4 separate regions of the Sus scrofa genome follow, and all the other regions are linked to region 1. A link is a contact called in public Hi-C, HiChIP or PLAC-seq and promoter capture Hi-C data. All regions are on one chromosome and are shown on one strand. The core of a region is the stretch at or near the end of the contact, and the rest is flanking DNA. Distances in the headings are between cores, read along the strand shown. Region 1 holds the start of MAML2 (mastermind-like protein 2). Region 2 holds the start of MTMR2 (myotubularin-related protein 2). Region 3 overlaps MAML2 (mastermind-like protein 2). Region 4 overlaps MAML2 (mastermind-like protein 2).

What was found. Promoter capture Hi-C pulls out the DNA fragments that hold promoters and counts their contacts. A called contact is a pair of places that touch in the nucleus more often than the background predicts. HiChIP or PLAC-seq counts read pairs in DNA pulled down with a chosen protein or histone mark.
Region 2: a contact with region 1 is called in an H3K27ac HiChIP or PLAC-seq map of alveolar macrophages. The contact joins the promoter of MTMR2 here to the promoter of MAML2 in region 1. A contact is called at or near these places in 3 of 5 promoter capture datasets (fetal liver, fetal skeletal muscle and liver), 7 of 47 Hi-C or Micro-C datasets (embryonic fibroblasts, heart right ventricle, liver and 3 more) and 2 of 2 datasets of contacts at active chromatin or transcription factors (alveolar macrophages and skeletal muscle).
Region 3: a contact with region 1 is called in a Hi-C map of omental adipose tissue, with 1.7 times the contacts expected there. The contact joins the enhancer-like site here to the promoter of MAML2 in region 1. A contact is called at or near these places in 3 of 5 promoter capture datasets (fetal liver, fetal skeletal muscle and liver), 6 of 47 Hi-C or Micro-C datasets (embryonic fibroblasts, heart right ventricle, mesenteric adipose tissue and 3 more) and 2 of 2 datasets of contacts at active chromatin or transcription factors (alveolar macrophages and skeletal muscle).
Region 4: a promoter capture Hi-C map of liver shows a contact between it and region 1, with 16 times the contacts expected there. The contact joins the enhancer-like site here to the promoter of MAML2 in region 1. A contact is called at or near these places in 5 of 5 promoter capture datasets (fetal liver, fetal skeletal muscle, liver and 1 more), 18 of 47 Hi-C or Micro-C datasets (alveolar macrophages, blood, embryonic fibroblasts and 11 more) and 2 of 2 datasets of contacts at active chromatin or transcription factors (alveolar macrophages and skeletal muscle).

Annotation. Positions count from the first base shown.
Region 1 is chr9:28,370,622-28,375,453 of Sscrofa11.1, reverse strand. It overlaps MAML2 (mastermind-like protein 2), which reads left to right and starts at 2,472. Exons shown (of 4, transcript XM_021102335.1): 1 at 2,472-4,768. The coding sequence starts at 4,256.
Region 2 is chr9:27,971,640-27,976,471 of Sscrofa11.1, reverse strand. It overlaps MTMR2 (myotubularin-related protein 2), which reads left to right and starts at 2,024. Exons shown (of 16, transcript XM_003357252.4): 1 at 2,024-2,339.
Region 3 is chr9:28,024,887-28,029,718 of Sscrofa11.1, reverse strand. The region is part of intron 2 of MAML2 (mastermind-like protein 2); the gene reads left to right. Among named protein-coding and RNA genes, the nearest start is that of MTMR2, 53 kb to the right of the region's middle. Within about 2 kb of position 2,883, at least 15 of the 83 cell types and tissues checked have an H3K27ac peak or open chromatin away from gene starts, as enhancers often do. A contact at or near this core is called in mesenteric adipose tissue, omental adipose tissue, retroperitoneal adipose tissue and 1 more, where this site is marked.
Region 4 is chr9:28,077,619-28,082,450 of Sscrofa11.1, reverse strand. The region is part of intron 2 of MAML2 (mastermind-like protein 2); the gene reads left to right. Among named protein-coding and RNA genes, the nearest start is that of MTMR2, 110 kb to the right of the region's middle. Within about 2 kb of position 2,535, at least 33 of the 83 cell types and tissues checked have an H3K27ac peak or open chromatin away from gene starts, as enhancers often do. A contact at or near this core is called in alveolar macrophages, fetal liver, liver and 5 more, where this site is marked.

The DNA.
Region 1 (4,832 bases), core at 1,223-3,722:
GAAGAGTGAGAGTTCCAACTGGAAATTTTAAAAAATTTATTCTTTTTAATCACATGCAGTTAATTCATAAAAATTAAGGCTCTAATGATTTTAGGGACTTGCGATGGCAGCTGACCGAGTTCCTAGGTCAGGCCTCTTGTTGGTTTGAAGCATTTTTCCTGTTAGAACAGCATTCTGACTGTTGATCAGGAAACGCTAATAGGTAGTTTTGCTCATGTCTGAGGTCACAGCAACCTAGCAAGCTTCTTCAGTGGATGTTTGGAGAGTACAAGAGGCTTTTGTGTACATGATAACACCAAAAGAATGGCAAAGAGACAGGCTATCAGGAAGTGAGAATTTGCATGGATCACAGGGCCAGAGGCACATAGTGTAGAAGAAAATAGAAATGTTGAAAAATTGGAATTAACTTTTGCGGGTATTATGATATACTGTATTATTTTATCATCATCATCAAGAGCATTGATTTTACATAACAAGAGTAGTTTGTAATTTATAAATCTGACATGTCATAAACTTTTTAGATCTGAGCATTTATTACTGTAGTGTTAAATGCTTTGTGTCAGGTAACCATGGATGGCAGAGATGATGAGGAAGACAAATAGACAAATAAAAAGGAATGCTTGAAAAAATTCATAGGGCTATACAGAAGCATTAGGGTTATAAGAGGGAACAGTTCCATAAAAAAGAGAAAGACAAGGAAAAAAGTAATGTTTATTTTATTGGCAGCTGGATGTAATTGACTATTTTCTCACTTGTCTGCTCCCATATTCAGATGAGTAGTTCTATTCACTACTCATTTCTTGGAGGTATTATAGGACTTAGACTCCAGCATGTTGATTGAAGTGTAATTACAGCCCTTGAGCTATTTTGGGGATAGTCTGGTTTCCCTGTAACTCTTTTCACACTTGATACTGAGGCAGCAAGCCCAGTGGTTAAGAGAGCATAGGTTTGAAATCAGTCTTGAGTTCAAGTCCTAATCTGTTACTTCCTAGTTAGTTTAATGTAAATAGTTTTGATTTTGATGAGCCTCAGTTTCTTCATTTCTGGGTGGAGTTAGTAATACCTCTCCCTCAGGATTTGGGTAGATTAAGGGAGAAATCAGGGAAGTACTGTGCCTGAAACTGAGTGTAAATAAATAGTAACTGATGTGAATGGAAATGAGGATGTGGATGATGACGTCAGCTTGAAATCAAATGGCCATAAGTTTAAATGTGTATAAAAGACATTGTAGAGGAGTGTCCTACACCATTAGAATATAGAATGAAAATTTATCAAATTCTTGCTTGACCAAGTTCTTAAGGTATGTCCCTATCTAGCATAGAAATCAAAGTTTATATAAGAGTTGCAGATTTGACTAAGGACTCTGTTATTAATCAAAACCCATGCTATTGCAGGACTGTACAGTGAATGGTAAGTTTTAGATTTAATTTTTTCTCTTTTGTCAAGTATTACTGCTGGATATAAAGTGTCAGGAGTGGTAGAAAGAAAGTAATGTCTAATGGATGCACCTTTAAAAAAATGTAATATGATCGAAACTCATTCACTTTTTAATGAGGAATTCTTTTTAATAGAGGGAATTCTCTATTCAAATTTGCATACCCAACAACAATATATTTCTGCCTTTCTTCTTGAGTGGTGAGGAACTTAGCCTTGGAAGAGACAGATAAAATATGTTCCAATGAAAAGTAGCAAAGTTATATGCCATCAGAATGCACTTGTTCCTGGTTCCAAACTAACATTCCAGGATTTGTGAAAATGAAATGGACCAATGTAGGCCAGCCTAAAGAGAACTAAACTATAGATAAATCCAGTCTTAAAATGTTTGCTTTGATTTTGCCCATTCATTTCTCTTCAACTCAGTTTGAAGTAGGACCGTGTTATTGAAATGGCAGAGTTGGTTTAGATTAAAAAAGCCCCATTGCTTGAGACCTCAAATTGAAATGACTTCCAAGTTAGGATACATAGAACATTTATGGTCCTGATTATAATAACAGTGTGCTCATCTTAATTTATTCTCCGTAACTGACAACAAACAGAATTCAGTATACTTTTGGAGACCTTAAAGGTAGGATTGTCTGAAGAGGGGACAACATTCAGTGTCTGAGATTTGGTTTGTGTTATTAAACTTCTTGAAACTACTGCTAACGGAATGATTTTCCTCATTATAGATGTAAATCGGACAGCTGTGGAGACCTCAGATCTTGCATTTTTGGTTCGTCGTAGGCAAACTTGTATTTTCAAGGAAATCTTTTTTTTTCCCCTTCTAGAACTGGTATTGGTAATTTCACCATGGTAGAGTATTTTATTTTTATTGCTACTGATTCGCTCGTAATCCCCTATTGACTTATCAGAGACGCACACCACAGGCGGGCAGGTAGACTGACACTCTCCTGCCCTTTAGGAGCTGAGGGTGCGAGTTCCTCTCCCCTCCCCCACCCTCCCCCCCTCCCCGACCCGCGCGCACACACCCTGTGTCTCCCTGACACGAATGAGCGTTTCCTCCGTGCTCACCCAACTCTCGCTAAGGTGCTCAGGGGTGTCATCGACAACATATTGAAAAATGAAAATGACATCCTCGGGGGCAAGGGCGGGGAGAACGGAGGTCTGCATGGGAAAATACATTCCCTGGGCGGGAATTTCTTCAACGTTTCGAGCTCGTGAAGTCGTCGGGTAGAGGCTGGGGAATTTCCCCAGCCTTCCCCCCTCCCCCACCCCCGAGCCCAGTCGGAGGCCGAGCTGCGCGCGCCGCGGAGATGCGCAGGCTTTGGGATTCACCTCTTCAGCCGCTGGGAGGCCCTCTGCGTTCCCCTTTCCCCGGCGCCGGCCGCCTGGCTCGCCCGTGCAGTGGCACCCGCCTTCCACCAGGGAGCCTCGGGCCAGCTCTCCCCCCGCCCTCCGCCCCCCCACCCCCCTCTGCAGCTCGCTGGCTCTCTCTTTCTCCCTCTGTCTCACTCTCTTTCTCTCCCTCTCCTATCGGAGCACAATGAAAGCCTGTGTATCGCCGTGACTCCGGGCAGCGGAGCCAGTGTCAGCCAAGCGGCGAACAACAGACGGGAAAGAGAAAGGAAAAGACCAGCTACTTTCTTTTCCATCTCTAAAGCGGAGCAATCCAAGAGGTAGAACCACATTGCTTATTGAGAGTCCAGACCCTCAGATCCACTGGCCGGGGATGGAATGTACAAAAGTGGACAGAAAAGTGGCTGGACATGACTCGGTGCAATTTGCTGGAAGTTTGTAAGTTTGACCATCGTTTGTAAATTACTCTCGGAAGAGTTTGTCTCTCTTGATACTGTATTAGAATCGAGCCGGGGGTGAGGAATAGAAACGTAAGCGGGAAAGGAAAAAAAAATGTGTTGAAGGATTCTCTTCTCAGTGGCTAGTGACTTCAGACTGCTTTCATTTAAGGCTGGGAAACCTTAGAGGGAATGAGGATTTTTACCGGTGATTGGATTAGCTGAAGAAAAAAGCATGGTCCAAAAGTCCAATTACTGACATTAACAATTGAAAAGCCGTCTCCCTCTTTGGGGAGAAGACAACATCCTACAGTACCCCCCCCCCCAAGAGGAGAAAACACCGGAGCGAAGGGAAAGGGAGGAAAAATTAAAAGCCAAAAGACAGTCTCTCTTGATTTTTGTACGTTTTGAGCATTGACTTCAAAAAGCGTCTGAAACAGCACTTTAAAAAAAAAAAAAAAAACCTGAGGAAAAGTAAATGCTGTGGGTTACATAGATCATGGTAGAAATGTGTTTCTCTGCAGAAACAACCCCATAAAGAATCTTCGGAAACAACTAGGTGAGGGGGGGGCCAGCTCTCTATTAACACCTCTCTCATTTCCCTTTGCTGTCTGTTTCTGTCTCTCGCTTGACCATCCCTGAATTCTTGCTCTACCCTCGCCCCCCCCATCTTGTGTTTACAAAGTACCTAGTGGCTCTTGTCAGCTTGGTGGGGGGAAAGCCCCCACTAACTCTGGCCAACTTCTCCAGAGCTGTCAAGTGCAATTAGAGTAAGTTGATCAGGGTTTGTTTCCCACTTAGCCTCTGCCATTGGTTTCCATTCTTTCTCCTCACCCTCTTTTTACTAACTCCCCTCCCCCATACCTTCTCCCCGTCCCCCCTCCAAACCTCTGAAGACCTCTATTCATGTGGCCCTGAACACTGAGCGCGCACATTGTCAAAAGCAGATTTGCCTGCAATAACCAGCCATTGCCTCCTTCCCCCTCACCATCCCAGAGGCAGCAATCATTGTGTCCAGTAAGATGGGGGACACAGCGCCCCCGCAGGCCCCCACAGGAGGGTTAGGGGGGGCCCCTGGGGCGGGGCTCCTTGGAGGGGGCTCGGTCACCCCTAGGGTGCACAGTGCCATAGTGGAGCGCCTTCGGGCTCGGATCGCCGTCTGCCGCCAGCACCACCTGAGCTGTGAAGGACGCTACGAGCGGGGTAGAGCTGAGAGCTCAGACCGGGAAAGAGAGAGCACCTTGCAGCTCCTGAGCCTTGTCCAGCACGGCCAGGGGGCGAGGAAGGCTGGCAAACACACCAAGGCCACTACCACTGCCGCCACCACTACAGCCCCTCCACCGCCACCTGCTGCCCCTCCTACAGCCTCCCAAGCGGCAGCGACAGCGGCCCCACCGCCGCCGCCAGACTATCACCATCACCACCAGCAGCACCTGCTGAACAGTAGCAATAATGGTGGCGGTGGTGGGATCGACGGGGAGCAGCAGCCATCAGCTTCCACCCCTGGGGACCAGAGGAACTCGGCCTTGATTGCGGTAAGGCACCTGGTTTTCTCCTGATTCTGGCTGTGGTCGTGTGGCCTTGGGTGAAGATGGAGCT
Region 2 (4,832 bases), core at 775-3,274, 400 kb after region 1:
AGTCCTAATTAAGTTGACTTTTTGGTGGTACCTGACATAGCAGCCTACATGACAGAAAAGAATTCTGCACTAACTTAATGTGTAGCTGAGACCAAAGTAGTCTTTGTTGTTCACTCTGAGAAGTTACTGTTTTATTATTTAGGTTAGAAGTAAAGCAATAGAGAGTTCCTGCTGTGGCGCAGTGAATTAATGATCCATTGGGCTTGTCTTTGTGGATGCTCCATTTTGATCCCCAGCCTGGCACAGTGGGTTAAGGATCCTGGGTTGCTGTAGCTGTGGCTTAAGTCACAGCTCCAGCGTGAATTCAATTCTGGCCCAGGAACTTCCATATCCTATGGGTGTAGCCAAAAAAGAAAGCAGTAAAGCAATAAGTTCAGAGGAAGAACATAATAGCATAATATAGCATAATAGGATCTGAGAGCAACGGATCCATTTACCGAACCTACTGTGCAACCAACTCTGTGTAGAGGAAAAAAAAAAAAAACATTATATGGGTATTTTAATTCCTATTTTAGAAATGAGAAAACTAAGTCTTGGAGAAGCAATGAAATCAAAATCATAGAGCAGGTATGTGAAAGAATCAGGATTCCATTTCAGATTTGTCTGGTTTCGAAGTCTTTACACTTAACATTATTGTTCTTTATTAATCATCAAATAAACACATACACAAACTATTATACTATCAGGCAGATGGTTTCAAGCGCTCTGTGAAGGCAATGCTGCTAGAAATTAACTGAGTAGTAGAAAGAATATGGGTCTACTATTTAAGGATTTAAGTCCTTACCAAATTTAGCTTGGAAAAATCTATGTCAAGGTATAATGTGACAGTGAGCCAGCATTTTGGAGGGTAAGTAGGGGTGGAGAAGCAATAAGCAGATTCTTTTATGACTCATTGTAGATGTTTATGCTTGTTAAGAATTCTCAAACACCTCTTCTCTTTGCCTATCAGTTAAGGTTAAGAAATACAATTAAGATCTCTTTACAAATGAGATCTCTTTACAAATGCCATCCTGTCCCTGCCAAGCTGGAAGAGAAAGGCCAAGTCTTTTTGCTTAAATGTATGTTCATTCATATTAATAAACACCCTAGTTTATGTGGAACACAACCAGGCTGGTGGTTTTTCAGGGGAATGTACTCGCAAATTCGTATTTCACTGGCCCTACACTTCAAGATTTTCTTAAAAACATTAGTTGTCAGTATACATTAAATCTAGTTTAAATCAACATAATGCCATTTATCTTAGCAGGGAACTGTTTTGTTTATAAAATGACTGGCTAAATTTTTACAAAAATAATCTTCGCATATTTTTATACCATATACGTCAGGTGATGGAGACTCAGTCTCAATCAACAAAATTCTTTTTGGTATCCTTTCTATGTCCTTCCTTTATCCTCTGTAACAGAAAATTACCAGCAGAAGCATTTCCCCTTCACCCAGTTCCTGTTCTCTTATCACAGTTCTATTACTCTCCCCTCCCTTCCTGCCCTGCCTGGGAATTTGAGAGGGCAGGGAAAGATCCCTACAAGTTTGCCCTCTATCCGACACCACTGCACCCAGTGGTATATGTGTCTAATTTTTTGGTACATTTAACAATTCCCTCCCCATTTCCTCTTCCCATACCTTTCTGTGTGGACAATGGATTAATTCCAAAGTGATTTTTTCCTTCAGATACTTCTAGATCACACAGACTTCAATTCAAATCACAGCAGGGCTTAAAGTTTCAGCTTCTTTTCTAGTGCCCTCTCTACAATGCTGGCTCAGGGATGCAATGGAAATAGAACGATGAGCATTAACTTTTTCCCCTACTTGTCATATATTTCACATTACCCTCTCACATCAATCACGTCTTACTTCTCTGCCCCCTGCCTATAGCTTCCCTGCCTACAGCTACCGTTTTTGAAGTGGTGCTACAAACTGTTTATACATATTAGTCCATTCCATCCAGTAACAACTCTTACGAAGTAGGTAGTGATATTAGCAGCTCATCTCCTTCACCTGCCTTTCCCCCCCGCCCCGTTACTGCGCAAGTGCGCGAGCCGCGTCAAAGCAGTCGACCGAGGGGCGCCGCGGGGTCCGCCGGCTCCCCGGCAGCCCCCGCGCGCGGTGCAGGCTGGGGGAACATGGCCGCTTCCGGTCTCCCTCCCGGGCCGGCGCGGGCCTGACCGCGGTCCTTCCCCGACGCACTCCACCCTCCGCTCCTTCTGCCCGGTAGCCGAGAAGGTCGCTGCAGCTTTTTCCTCCCGCTATCCCCGCCGAGCCATGGAGAAAAGCTCGAGCTGCGAGAGTCTTGGCTCCCAGCCGGTGGTAGCACGGCCGCCCAGCGTGGATTCCCTGTCCAGGTAACCGGGACGCCCAGGGCCCCGCCTAGCGTCCGAGGGGGATGGAGAGGGGCCGGGGATCTGCTGGATGGTACCCCAATTCTGGATTCTGGTTCAAGAAGGCTGCGCCGGAATTCCTTTCCTAGGACTGGAAACCGCTTCTTCCTCCCTCACTGGGGGTTGGAGACTGGGAAAGAGGAGATTAAAACTCATTGCTTCTTTATCAGTCCCACCCCCATATTCTCATGTCGTTTTATTCGCAGTTGCAGGAGCCATTCCTTTGCTTTCTCTGATCGCTTATTGCCTCTAAATTCATTTCTTGGAACAGCCCTTCCCCCAGCTCTCTCCCCTTTTCCCTCATTTCCTCCCTGCCTTTTTTTTTTTTTTTTTCGTCTCTTGACCACTCTTTCCAGAACCAGCCTTTAGTTTTTCTTTCATCCGTCGTTTGGTTTTTGGGTTCTTTCTCACCTTTTCCTCACTTTCCCTTCTCTTATTTTATTTTATTTTTTTTACAGTTTTCCTTACACTCCAATCTCCATCCCCCCAACTTTGTTTTAAATGTAAGTAAAAATGCCCCACCGCTGTGCGTTTCTGGTCTAAATCTTACAGCTGAAAGTCATTATTCCTGATTAACTGATGAGTGGTAGTTTTCTCCCTTCTTGGGCCATCGGTTCTCCAGGTTATTTCTCATGTACTAAATGGGATTTTTTTCCCCTGGAATTTTGAGCAGAATTTTAGTATGCAGCTTCGCAGGGAGCTGTCGTAAATGTTACATATGTATGTTTCTGATGCAGTTTTTTTCTTTGGGTTTTCAGATTGTGATTTAAAATTTTATTAGGAAATTAAAAAGATTTGTAATTGTTATATAGCCGCAATGAAATCAAATTATTTTCAAGAAATAGTTATTAGAGAGTTACTAAGCCATTGTGTGAAAACATAATTTTCTTTTTTTTCCTTGTGAGTTGAAGTTGTTGTGTCTCATAATTCATTTTGGACTCTGCTAAACCTGCGTGATACTACCACTTTTTTTTCCTGTTGCTGTTCAGGAACTCATAAGCTGGTCCCACCATTCTAAATTAGATTCTTTTCCTATACTGGTTAATAGCAACCTGCCCAGCTATCTTTCAGCGTCCTTAACAAGCAGAGTGTAATTGCTGGTTTAATTGTCTTCTCTATTAGGCTATAAACTACTGAGGATGAGGAGTATATCTTATTTATCTTCATATCACCAGCATTTAACAGAGACCCTGTCTGTCAGAGATGCTTATTAAATGCATTTTTGAATTTGTAGATTGAATACCCAGGAGAGAAAAATTTTTCTTTGTGTGATTATGTATAGTGTATACTTGTTTCAAGTATTTTTCAGGTTTATGTTTATTACTATGAAATCTAGAAAGCTGGGGATTATACTCAGCTGTCAAATCATTCAGGAAACAGGTTGGAAAATTATAATTTTATGGGAAAGTTACAAATGACAACTGTGGCTCAGGATAGAATGTAAAGACAAATGTGGCAACTAGTAATCTCATCCAAGTGAGAGGATTTGGAACCACAGGAGGCAGCATAGTCTTGTTAGAAAGTGCTAAGTCAGGCTCAGTCTCTTTTAAAGACCTGGCTTAGCCAGTGATTTGGGCTGTGTCTTAACCTTCTGATTTGCATTTTTCTCATCTTTGGAAATAAGGGGGTTTATCTAGAAAACCGGTAAGGTCCCTTGGAGCTTTAAAATTCTGTCATTCTTTATCTTAATAATAATACTTTATCCTAATGATAATACTTAATGATAATAACCTTTGTTATGGATTTTTTTGCTTTTTTTTTTAAAAGGGCCACACCTGCGGCACCTGGAAGTTCCCAGGCTAGGGGTCGAATCTGAGTTGTAGCTGCTGGCCTACAGCCACAGCAACGCGGGATCCCTGACCCACTGAGCGAGGCCGGGGATTGAACCCACATTGTCATGGATACTAGTTGGGTTCCTTTCCGCTGAGCCACGACGGGAACTCCTGTTATGGATTTTTGGGATTACACTAAATAAATGTGTGTTATTATTACAAACTAATGTACCTAATTTGCCACCTAAGCACATTTATTTCCAAAAAAAAAAAAAAAACAACCCAGCAACTTTAAAGTTTATAAATATCGTAACTTCTTAATGAAACATATTATATATGAATTTGAGAAAATTAAGAACTTGAATTTGGACTAGAGTATGTTAGCTTAGCTTCAGCCTCTCTGGATGAAAATATGAGGAGTAAAATGCCAGCTTTCATTCCTCTTCTTTGGAAGGTAGAAAAATAACATTTATTGAATGGCTACTGAATGGAATTGACCTTACTGAATTCTTTCATATCTTTGTTTCTGAATCATTACACCTATTTGTGACACTCTTTTTAATCAACATTGTAGAATAGCTGCGTTGTAGACAATTGTTAGAAAGCTTAATTTTAAACTTAATCTGGGGTAATAGTCAATCACAGGTGATTCTAATACACAGGGATGGTGGACAGTATGGTTATA
Region 3 (4,832 bases), core at 1,634-4,133, 350 kb after region 1:
ACTATCTGACAACAGAAATTGTATATTATTTAGTCCCATGCCTTGAGTGTGTGTATGTTTATATTCAGTAAATATCAAATTGACCTTGGAGGAAATATTAATATTTATTTCAAATCTATTGCATACCTGATACTACTGTACTAAGCACTTCACTTAACTTTATTTCATTTGTTCTTAACAACCACCCTTTGAAGTAAGTATTATGACCCCCATACAACTTTGAAAAAAGTGGAGTTGTGATCTGAACCTGATTTTGTCTAATCCCAGAATGACTGTTTTCACTATTGCTGCCTATCCACTCAAATTGCTTTTAAAACAGAGGGATTTTTTAAAAAATAATTTGCCCTTTACCTTATCTTATTAAGTCTTCAAATTATTTTGCTTTGTAAAGGCATAGGTGTCAAAAAAAGACAAATTTCTTAACCCATCTCCTCATCTTTAAAATGGGAATCATAATTAAAACAGAATTATTGCAGAAATTAAATAAGTATTCACTGCCAAGCCCTCAACACATGGCTTGGCACATAGCTTTAAAAAATGGAAGGAGTTCCTGTTGTGGCACAGAGGAAACGCATCCAGCTAGGAACCACGAGGTTGCAGGTTCGATCCCTGGCCTCGCTCAGTGGGTTAAGGATCCGGCATTGCCGTGAGCTGTGGTGTAGGTCGCAGATGCCACTCGGATCCCACGTGGCTGTGGCTGTGATGTAGGCCGAGGCTACAGCTCTGATTTGACCCCTAGCCTGGGAACCTCTATATGCCACAGGTGCAGCCCTAAAAAGACAAAAAAGATCAAAAAAAAAAAAAAGTAGTAACTGTCAGTAGAAATTGTACCCTACTGTGCCTTCTCCTGCCAATACAGATCATCATCATCTCCATCACTACTCAGCACTAGCTATTCTCCTTCCTAACACAGCCTTTATGCCGTGGGCCCCTATAAGGTGGCATGCCTGTAAAAGTGACACTGGATTTAACAACTCAGCTCAACCTTTGCCTTCTCTCCTGCATTGACTTGCCAGTTGCCTTTGAAAAGACCTAGTGTTTTCATCCCATCTGTCTTGCAGCAAGAAATTCTGTCCCCATATTCTACTTCACACTGCTTCTTCATCTATTCATGTCTTTAATTACACAAAAACATATATGGAGAATCCCCTGGCCCCTGAGAATATCATGATGAACATACCAGCCTTATAAGCATTTAAAATGGCGAGAGATATAAGCAAACAAGCAATTGTGATACAGAGTAACAAATGCTGCCTAACCGGCTAGTACTAGCTGTTAGGGAAGCACAAAAGAGGGGTACTAACAGCCTTGGGAGGTCTGAGAGGATGTCCTGAAAAAGTGACATCTGACCTGAGCCTACAAAGAATGCATATTTGCTTGGGAGGGAGGGGCAGGGGAAGAGTGTTCCACAGAGAGGGGATGTGAGCATGTGCAAAAAATGTGAGGAGGAGAAAGAACTGTGAGTCTGGAGAATTTCAAGTGGTATCATATCACTATAGGATAAAGTGAAGAAAGGATGTGTTGAGAGATGAAGCTGGAGAAAGATTCAGAGGCCAGATCATGGAGGGACTTATCTCTATACCATTTGGGGAAGTGAGGACTTGATTCCAAAGGCAATGAGGAGCTGCAAAGAGTCTTAACCTGGGAGTGCAATGGGGAGGATGCATCCAAAAGGAAAGTTGTTTCATTTCTTTCATAAACACCAACCTTTGGGGGATGGGAGGTGGAGTCTCAACCTGAGGTCTCTGGATGGTCTAGGGATGTTTGGAAGATTTGTAAACTCCCTGAAACTGTAAACAAAATTGTGAGTTGTATGTGTACTTGAGAGGAGGGGAGGAGAGACAGAATCCATAACTTTGTGAAATCCTCAAAAGGCTCTGTTATCCAAAGAACAGTTTGAAACCACTGCTCTAGGGGCAGAAAGTTAACACACCAAGCAGAAATTTCAGGTCTGCCACAAAGAGGCCTTCTAAAGTTGAAGAGTTTCTCTTTTAAGAAAAATTTCTCATTCCTTCCCCTGAGTTACCAAACTCTTCCCACTCCACCCTGACCCACTGACGTTTTGTTCCTGGCCACTCTCCCACCTAAATGCTGCTTCCTCGCTCATGGAACTGGACTTCTGTGCCAACCCATAATAAGTGTCCATCCCAGAGGCTAAGAATAGACACAGTGTCCTGGTGACTTGAAAATTAGGTAACATCTGATGGATGAACTCTACAGTGACCACAACCTCATTCTAATCATTTGAACAAAACAGATTATAAACGTATGATCAGGGCTTCCCTGCAGAGTGGGGAAGATTCTGAGCAAGGGAAGAAAAATGCCCCATTAAATAGAAGAGAAAAGCAGCTACTGTTCGTAGTTGCAAAGGATAAAGAAAAATATCTATCTAAATACACCCTCCTGTGTTTGCATATTCTACCTTTCAACATTTCCCCTCCCCACTTCCCACCTCCCCAACAGGCCAGACAAGCTGTAATTCTCTCAAACTCATAGACTTTATTCCAGTCATTTCTCCTTAATATATTTGCCTGGATTTGGATATGGTTCTTTATCTTTTAGTTAGGTTTTGTGACCTTGTACAAGTCAAATCCTTGGCTCTTCTGGGAAGTATCTTCAACTGTAAAATGCAGTTGGATGAAAGATCTGTAAGTTGCTTTTTAGTTTCTGCTGTTTGTAATGGTAGCTGGAGTGGAGGGCTCTTGTAAACAAGCCTCGTGATAGATACTTCTTATTCTCAACGTGCCTGTTCATTCCAAGAATTTCTGAGTACTTTTCTCTAAAGCATTTTATCAATTTAATGTAAAAGACCAAAGTACTTAGCCTGATTTGACTAGGATAGCCAAATAGAGCAAGGGGCAGCAAATTTTTTCCATAGAGGGTCAGTAGCAAATATTTTAGGCTTTGTGGGCCATAAGGTCTCTGTCACAGCTATTCAACTCTGTCACAGTGTGGCAGTAGCCGCAGACAATATATAAATGAATGTGTATGGCTTGGTTCCAGTAAAATTTTATTTACCAAAAAAGGTGGTAAGTTGGATTTGACCAGTCAGGTCATGGTTTAGCGACCCTGCAAATAAATGACTGGAAACCTGAAGATAGCAGTGTTTTATCCCTTCCATCTTTCTGTTTAAAAGTTGTTTCCTGGATGATTTCCCAACTATTGTTTTGTTGTCATTGTCATTGTTGTGTCAAACAATAGCCTTTCGAGTATTTTAGCCACCCACAGCCACCTCACCATCCATGCCCCAAATAAACAACTTAAGTGGACCTGCCATCTTGTAGGGAATCTGAAACAGTTAAGGCAACTTATTTCTCAGGCATAGAGATAAATAAATGGCTTCATAAGTAGACAGTTCAAAAGATGAATAGCCCGGAGGAACAGTTGAGCAGTTAGTTCACAGGGACAGGGAAAGAAGAGGGAAAGGGGGAAAGAGACAAGCAGGGAAAAAAGAAAGATCGATTGAACGGCAAACCAGTTTGTGAGATCTACTGTACTAACTTGCCCAGCTGGGTACTTTATCTTGAATTTGTTTTGCAAATTGCAGATGCCTAGCTCTGGTAGCCAAGAAAAAGAAAGGGTAGTCATTCCAAGCCAAAATACTCTCATAGATCCCAAGGAACTTACATTACTTCATTTTTGTGGGGAAAAAAAAATCATTATATATCCCCCTTCCAAAATAAGTTAAGAGAAACAGAAAGCCATTTTACCCAGATACCCAGAACAAGACAAATATTTTTCAGGGACTTGTTTTCAATATTAAGAGAACAATACCTGCCTGATAACTGCTTGCTTTGTGAAACTTACTGCATCACTGTTCAGCTCACCAAACTGCTTTAAATAGTAAAACTGACTGAATTCAATGAGCCTTAACATTTCAATATACTTCAATGAAACCAGGGATATTTTTGTTTGCTGCTTTAGGACATGTCTAATTGGATCCCATTCTACTTTTGCTGAAATCAATCCTGCTTCACACAACCCTTTCATTCCATTAAAATGAAAGAAAGAGGCAATTCTGGCATTTTTATTAACATTTTTTTTTAAGATCTCTCACATATTGACCATGATTTACAGAACCATTTTATCAAAGTCAGAGCTAGGGGCCAGACCTATGCTCTGGTGTTTATTACTGAGATTTACAAGGTTTTCTTCATATGTACTCTTTCTTTAAACATTTATGCCTGAAATTTTAAAGAAGAGGGGATTGGTGAATTAGCTGTTAGAGCTGGGATAAGGGGGGTTGTTTCTAATTCCTAACTTGGATATTTTTTTAAAAGGACTTCAAACTGGCTTTAAGAGAAATATAGGTGATAACACAGAAAACAGCTAATTTGTCCTCAAAGAAAAAAAGGGGTTCCCATTTAAAAGAGTTCCAATGTTCCCTTAATTTTCTGCCAGATTTTTTAGACACAATTTGTGAGCTCATTGAGTTAGCACTTGCCAGGGTGATTCCTGGAAAAGATCTTAAGTCAATAAAGAAATTTGGTAAAGCATTTGTTTACCATATTTTCCATATATTAAAACATGCATCCAGCTTCCTATAAACTTATATCATCCTTACACTCTGCTGCTCCCTTGTGAACATGATGATTTGTCCCACTAAAAGGTTGGGTCATTGCATATATAATCTACCAGATGGTCTTGTGACTATCCTGGGCTCTTGGCCTTTTTAATCAATGGAAATTGTTGAGAAGCCAGACAGGAAAACTCAGGAGCCTTTACTCCAGCCCCTGCTATATATAGCAGAGGGGCAGCAACAACAAACAACAGATGCCCTTGCCTGCTTGCTCACAAGGGTGGGTGCGGAGGGGTGGGTGGGGAGAGAGTTG
Region 4 (4,832 bases), core at 1,286-3,785, 290 kb after region 1:
TGGATCAGTGTATTCATGTGTGAGCTTTACAAAGCACTGGAGCAAAGGTGTCATTAAATGTTAGAAGTCATTCAATCACACCCATCTCTTCATACACAGTAAAGAAGGCTCTGTGTGGTAACTATCCATAAAGCTTTGTGTATTCATTCACTTCTTGTTTCTTGTAGGGGCTGGCTCCCCTCTACCACCACCGCTTTTTTTTTTTTTTTTTTTTTTTCCTTCTAGAAGAGCAAAACCTCCCTTAGAGGAGGTTTGAGATTAGCTTTGTTTTTTTCTGAATTTGCCTTTAATACTCAGCTCTTGTTTGGTGCTGAAAGTCACTAAAGTAATAGGTTTTTAAAGAGAGCTTCTGGGTTTAATTCTGATTATGTTTCCTTTCAAATGACTGAGGTTTTCCTAGTATCCATGATGCTGCCATGGGCTTGGCAAGAAAAAACAATGACTCTTACCTCCCCAGAGGGAATTAATTGTGTATCCTTAAGTATGTTTCTAGCAGCCTTTTCTAGGTATTAAATGTAGAAGTCGATTAAGACTTCAGTGTATTAGTATCCTGTTTGTCTTGAAATGTAAATGGAATTTATGAGCGTTTTGAAGCAGATGCCATCTGCTGGATAGTTAAGATACTGTAACCAAAAACAATGTGAAGAGAAAACAAATGGAACAGTATACCTTAATGAAGAGAAAGATTGCTAATTTAAGTCAATAGTATTTCCCAAGCCCCAGGTAAAGTGCCCAATGTCCCTGATTTATTGTTTGCAGTCCAAATGTTTCCATTTATTTTCTTCCTAATCTGAATATAGATACCCCTTCCTGTTCTTGCACAGTGCTAGATCCCCTGGACTTTTCACCTAGTTTTCCAATCATAAGAACAAACGTGAAATAAGTGCTCACCTTCAGAAAAAGGATAACTTTGCAATAATGCATTTGGGAGTGCCCGAAATTAAAGCCAGAGATAATATAAGAGAAAAGGAAAAGAGAGAGAGAGATGAAATAGTGTTATGTAAGAATAAAAGGTGGTATATCAAATTAAAACCACATATAAGACATAAATATAAGCTAAACAGCTAATTCTTCCTCCAAGGGACCGTGAAAAGATCAGTCTCTACCTAACACCCCCTCGTGGCCCACACCATCCCCTCATTAGATGAGTCCATGGTAAAGCAGACACTCAATCCAACCTCTCTTAGAAATTGTAAATTACAGTCCCTTTCTGTGGAACTCCTGTTGATGCTGGCTTCCAGCCTGGGCTCCTCCTCTGATTATCTGAGCCAGTTGTTTCACCTTTTAGGGACTCAGTGTCCTCTTTTATTAAATATTACTTAGTGAATTTTACTGTCCGAGTGAGCTCTTTTTAAAATTGAGATGCAAATTAGTACTATATCCAGAAACAGCAGCCCCTCAAAATATCCCCATCTAGAGCTATAACTTCGAATCAGGACAAGTCAGAGTCCAGGAAAAGTGGAAAAAGCTCCTAGGAAGTAAGACATTTCCGAACTTCAGTCTGCATCTGGCTGGAAGCCCTCTGTGGAGTTTTCAAGGAGAGACCCCTACATGGCTCTAAGATGGTTCTTTTTTCTCCCTCCTAATAGAGCATAAAGCAGTAAAAGCGATGCCATACCTCTCTCACATGAAGCGCTCTCAATACGAGGGCGCCCACGTGGTCGGCTTCAGGTCTGAGCCACAGATCCACATATATGGCTAAAGGGAGGGAAGGAGCAGACAAAATACCAAAGCGATGAAGAGAGAAAGAAAAGATGTTCTGCGAACATCTTCATTGTTTGCCCACATGACTGCCTGGTATGTTAATGTCTCGCATCAGCCTCTGCTAATGAGGATGCTGCCCTTACTTCCCTTGCAGTTTATAAATGGAGTGGCATTATGTAATCACCCTAATGAGGTAATAGAAACATAAGTACACAGGAAAATTTGATAGGGTTTCTCCTAATTCGCCCTCTGCTGTGTCGGTCACCCCCCATCCCATTAACCCTCCCTCTCCCCTCCGCCCTCCCCCCCTCCAACTGGCTGAATCTCTGGTCCCAGAGGACATATTGTTGGCTATTATTTATAAGAAGTCTCTCTCCTCTTGGCAGGATATAGAACAGCTGCTGGTCTATTCTCTGCCACAGAGACCAACTTCCCTCTTTTGCCCTGGATGATTGGAAGAAAGTCGGGGAGAAAAGCAATTTATAGTTGTGTTACAGCACCTCTATTTTCTTTTATGTTTATTTATATTGCTTCCATTTCTGCCTGGGATTTCTGAGATAATCAGGATCACTCTGCTACAGAATTCTCATTTGGGGAGGCTCTGGTGGCAGTTGATGGCATTTTTCTTCATTGAGTCAGACATTTTAGAACTCTGGGCTAGAGGAAACTGAGCATTTCTACTGCGAGAGTTTGAGAATCAATGTGGTGGGGTTTTGTTCTTGTTTTTGTTTTTTTCTGAGAAACTGATGGCTGTGTTTGATGTTACATGAACCATAAATGACTCTGAATTCCTCAAGGGAAGGCACCTTGTCTTTGTCAACTTGCCGCCCACGGGGTATAGCACAGTACCTGCTTGGTAAATGTTTGCTGAATGAACTGAGTGGGGTTCGGGTTTGTCCGTCCTTTGATGTCCACGTCTCCGACAGACCAGCCCCTAAGCCTCAGCCCGGACTTCCAGGCCAGACAAGCCCATGACCCAACGTGGGCCTTTTCCTGAGATCTTTTGTCCCGCATTATTTTTGGCTCTGGGACTCATCCTGGTCAAAGAAGCACAAGAGCTCAAGATTTCAAAATCTAGGCTAGGTCCTGAATCTTCAGAGAGACCTGAGCCTCTCTGGAAGTGGAATACAGGGAGAATTTCTTTGTTCTTTTAGGAGTCGAAGGAAATCCCAGAGTAGGAAACTGGCCTGGGTCCCGAGATCCAGACAGGCCAGACGCGGACAGTCCTTGGTGAACAGAAAGGAGTCACGGTCCAGCATTATGGGTTTTCCTCCTGACCAAAGGTTTGGGACTGAGCTGGGTTGGCTGCTGGTCAAGGCCATGTTTAGGGAAGTCTGGAGAAGCAGAGTGGAGTAGTTAAATCCACTCTGGTGAACAGAAAAGTATCACAGTCCAGCATTATGGTTTCTCCTCCTGACCAAAGGTTTAGGACTGAGCTGGGTTGGCTGCCGGTCAAGGCCATGTTTAGGGAAGTCTGGAGAAGCAGAGTGGAGTAGTTAAATCTGAGGTGATGGGGTGTGTCCAAGGGGAGATTGACTTCTGATTCCCTTATTTATCTCTACGTGGAAACAGCTTAGTCAGTATTAATAATAGCAAGCTTCCTCTGCAGACCAGTCAGCCCCCTTCCTGGAGGAGACTAGGAAAGCTGGAAATTGCTACGTGGCAGGTGCTCTTGGTAAGGGTTTGTGAGGCACCTTTAGATTTCCCAGCCTGTGTTCCTAAGTGTGTCAGAAGCATCCCGAAGGACCTGAAGGATCTCTTTATTGCCTCTGCTACCCCGCAGCCCACCCAGTGCGTACCTAACGAATGTTCCTGACAGACATACGGAGATTATGATTAAAAAGGATATACTAGGTGCTAAAGCCACTGAGGTGTCCGCCTTTCTGATAATTTTCAACATTTTGCAGGCAACATAGAAAGAATAATAATAGCTGTGGTTTATTGAGTGACAGGCACAGTGCTTGTCACTTCAAAGACATTATTTTGTCTCGTAATCTGGTTTCTAAAGGGAATCATTGGAGACAGAAAATGTCACAGTTCTCACTTTTGCCCAACTGTGAGCCAAGGCCTTCAGAACCGGGAGAGGAAGCTGGTTAGGTTGGCTCAGAGAGTAGCTAATGCCTTCTCTGGAGAAAGAATAAGTCTGATACACAGAGAGATCCAGGTAAATTTTTGCTTTTTTTTTTTTTGGCCCTTCACTATATCCCTGGTTATCCTGATTGCTCCTGGGTAGTTGCTTGTTAACTCGGATTTTAATTGGCAGGCTTTCAGGCATCGTAGGAGATGGGGAGCCAAGAGCGCCTTCATAGAAGATGGTTGTATGAAGCTTTTGGTGGTCAAGGCCATGTTTAGTAAAGACTGGGCAGAAGCGGATTAAATCTGAGGCACTAAGGTGTGGCAAAGAGGAGATGGGCTTCTGATTCCCTTATTTGTTTCCATGTGAAAATAGCTTAGTAAATATTAATAACAGCTAACTATTATCAAGGTGCACACCACAGTAAATGATGTACTGTTTAGGTCAGACTGCCTGAGTTCAAACTCCACACTGGAGCTATAACTTTGAGGCAACCTCTCTGTACCTCATTTTCATTGTCTGCAAAATATATAGAATATCTACTTTTTTCTTGCTAAGGATTAAATGAGAAGATGAATGTCAAGGGCTTAACATAGTATCTGGTATTTAAGAAATATTGACCACTATTATTATTATTACTAAATAATCAATATATATCTCTTAGTTCCATAAAATATGGGGGCTAGTTAAGAGAAAGGACCTTGTATATTTCTTGTATCTAGCACAATGCTTGGCACATTTGTAGACTCTGAATAAATGCTGGATCTTTGGTAGACTGGATGGGTAGATGGATGGACAAAATAATTTGAGTTTAGGAGTTCCCATTGTGGCTCAGCAGGTTAAGAACCCCACATAGTTTCTGTGAGGACGTGGGTTCAATCCCTGGCCTCACTCAAAGGGTTAAAGATCCGGTGTTGCCAGCCTCAGATCCAGCATTGCTGTGGCTGTGGCATAAGCCAGCAGCTGCAGCTATGATTTCAGCCCCTACCCCAGGAACTTCCATATGCTGCAGTTGTGGCCTTAGAAAAAGAGAGGAAAAAAAAATAGAAATTGA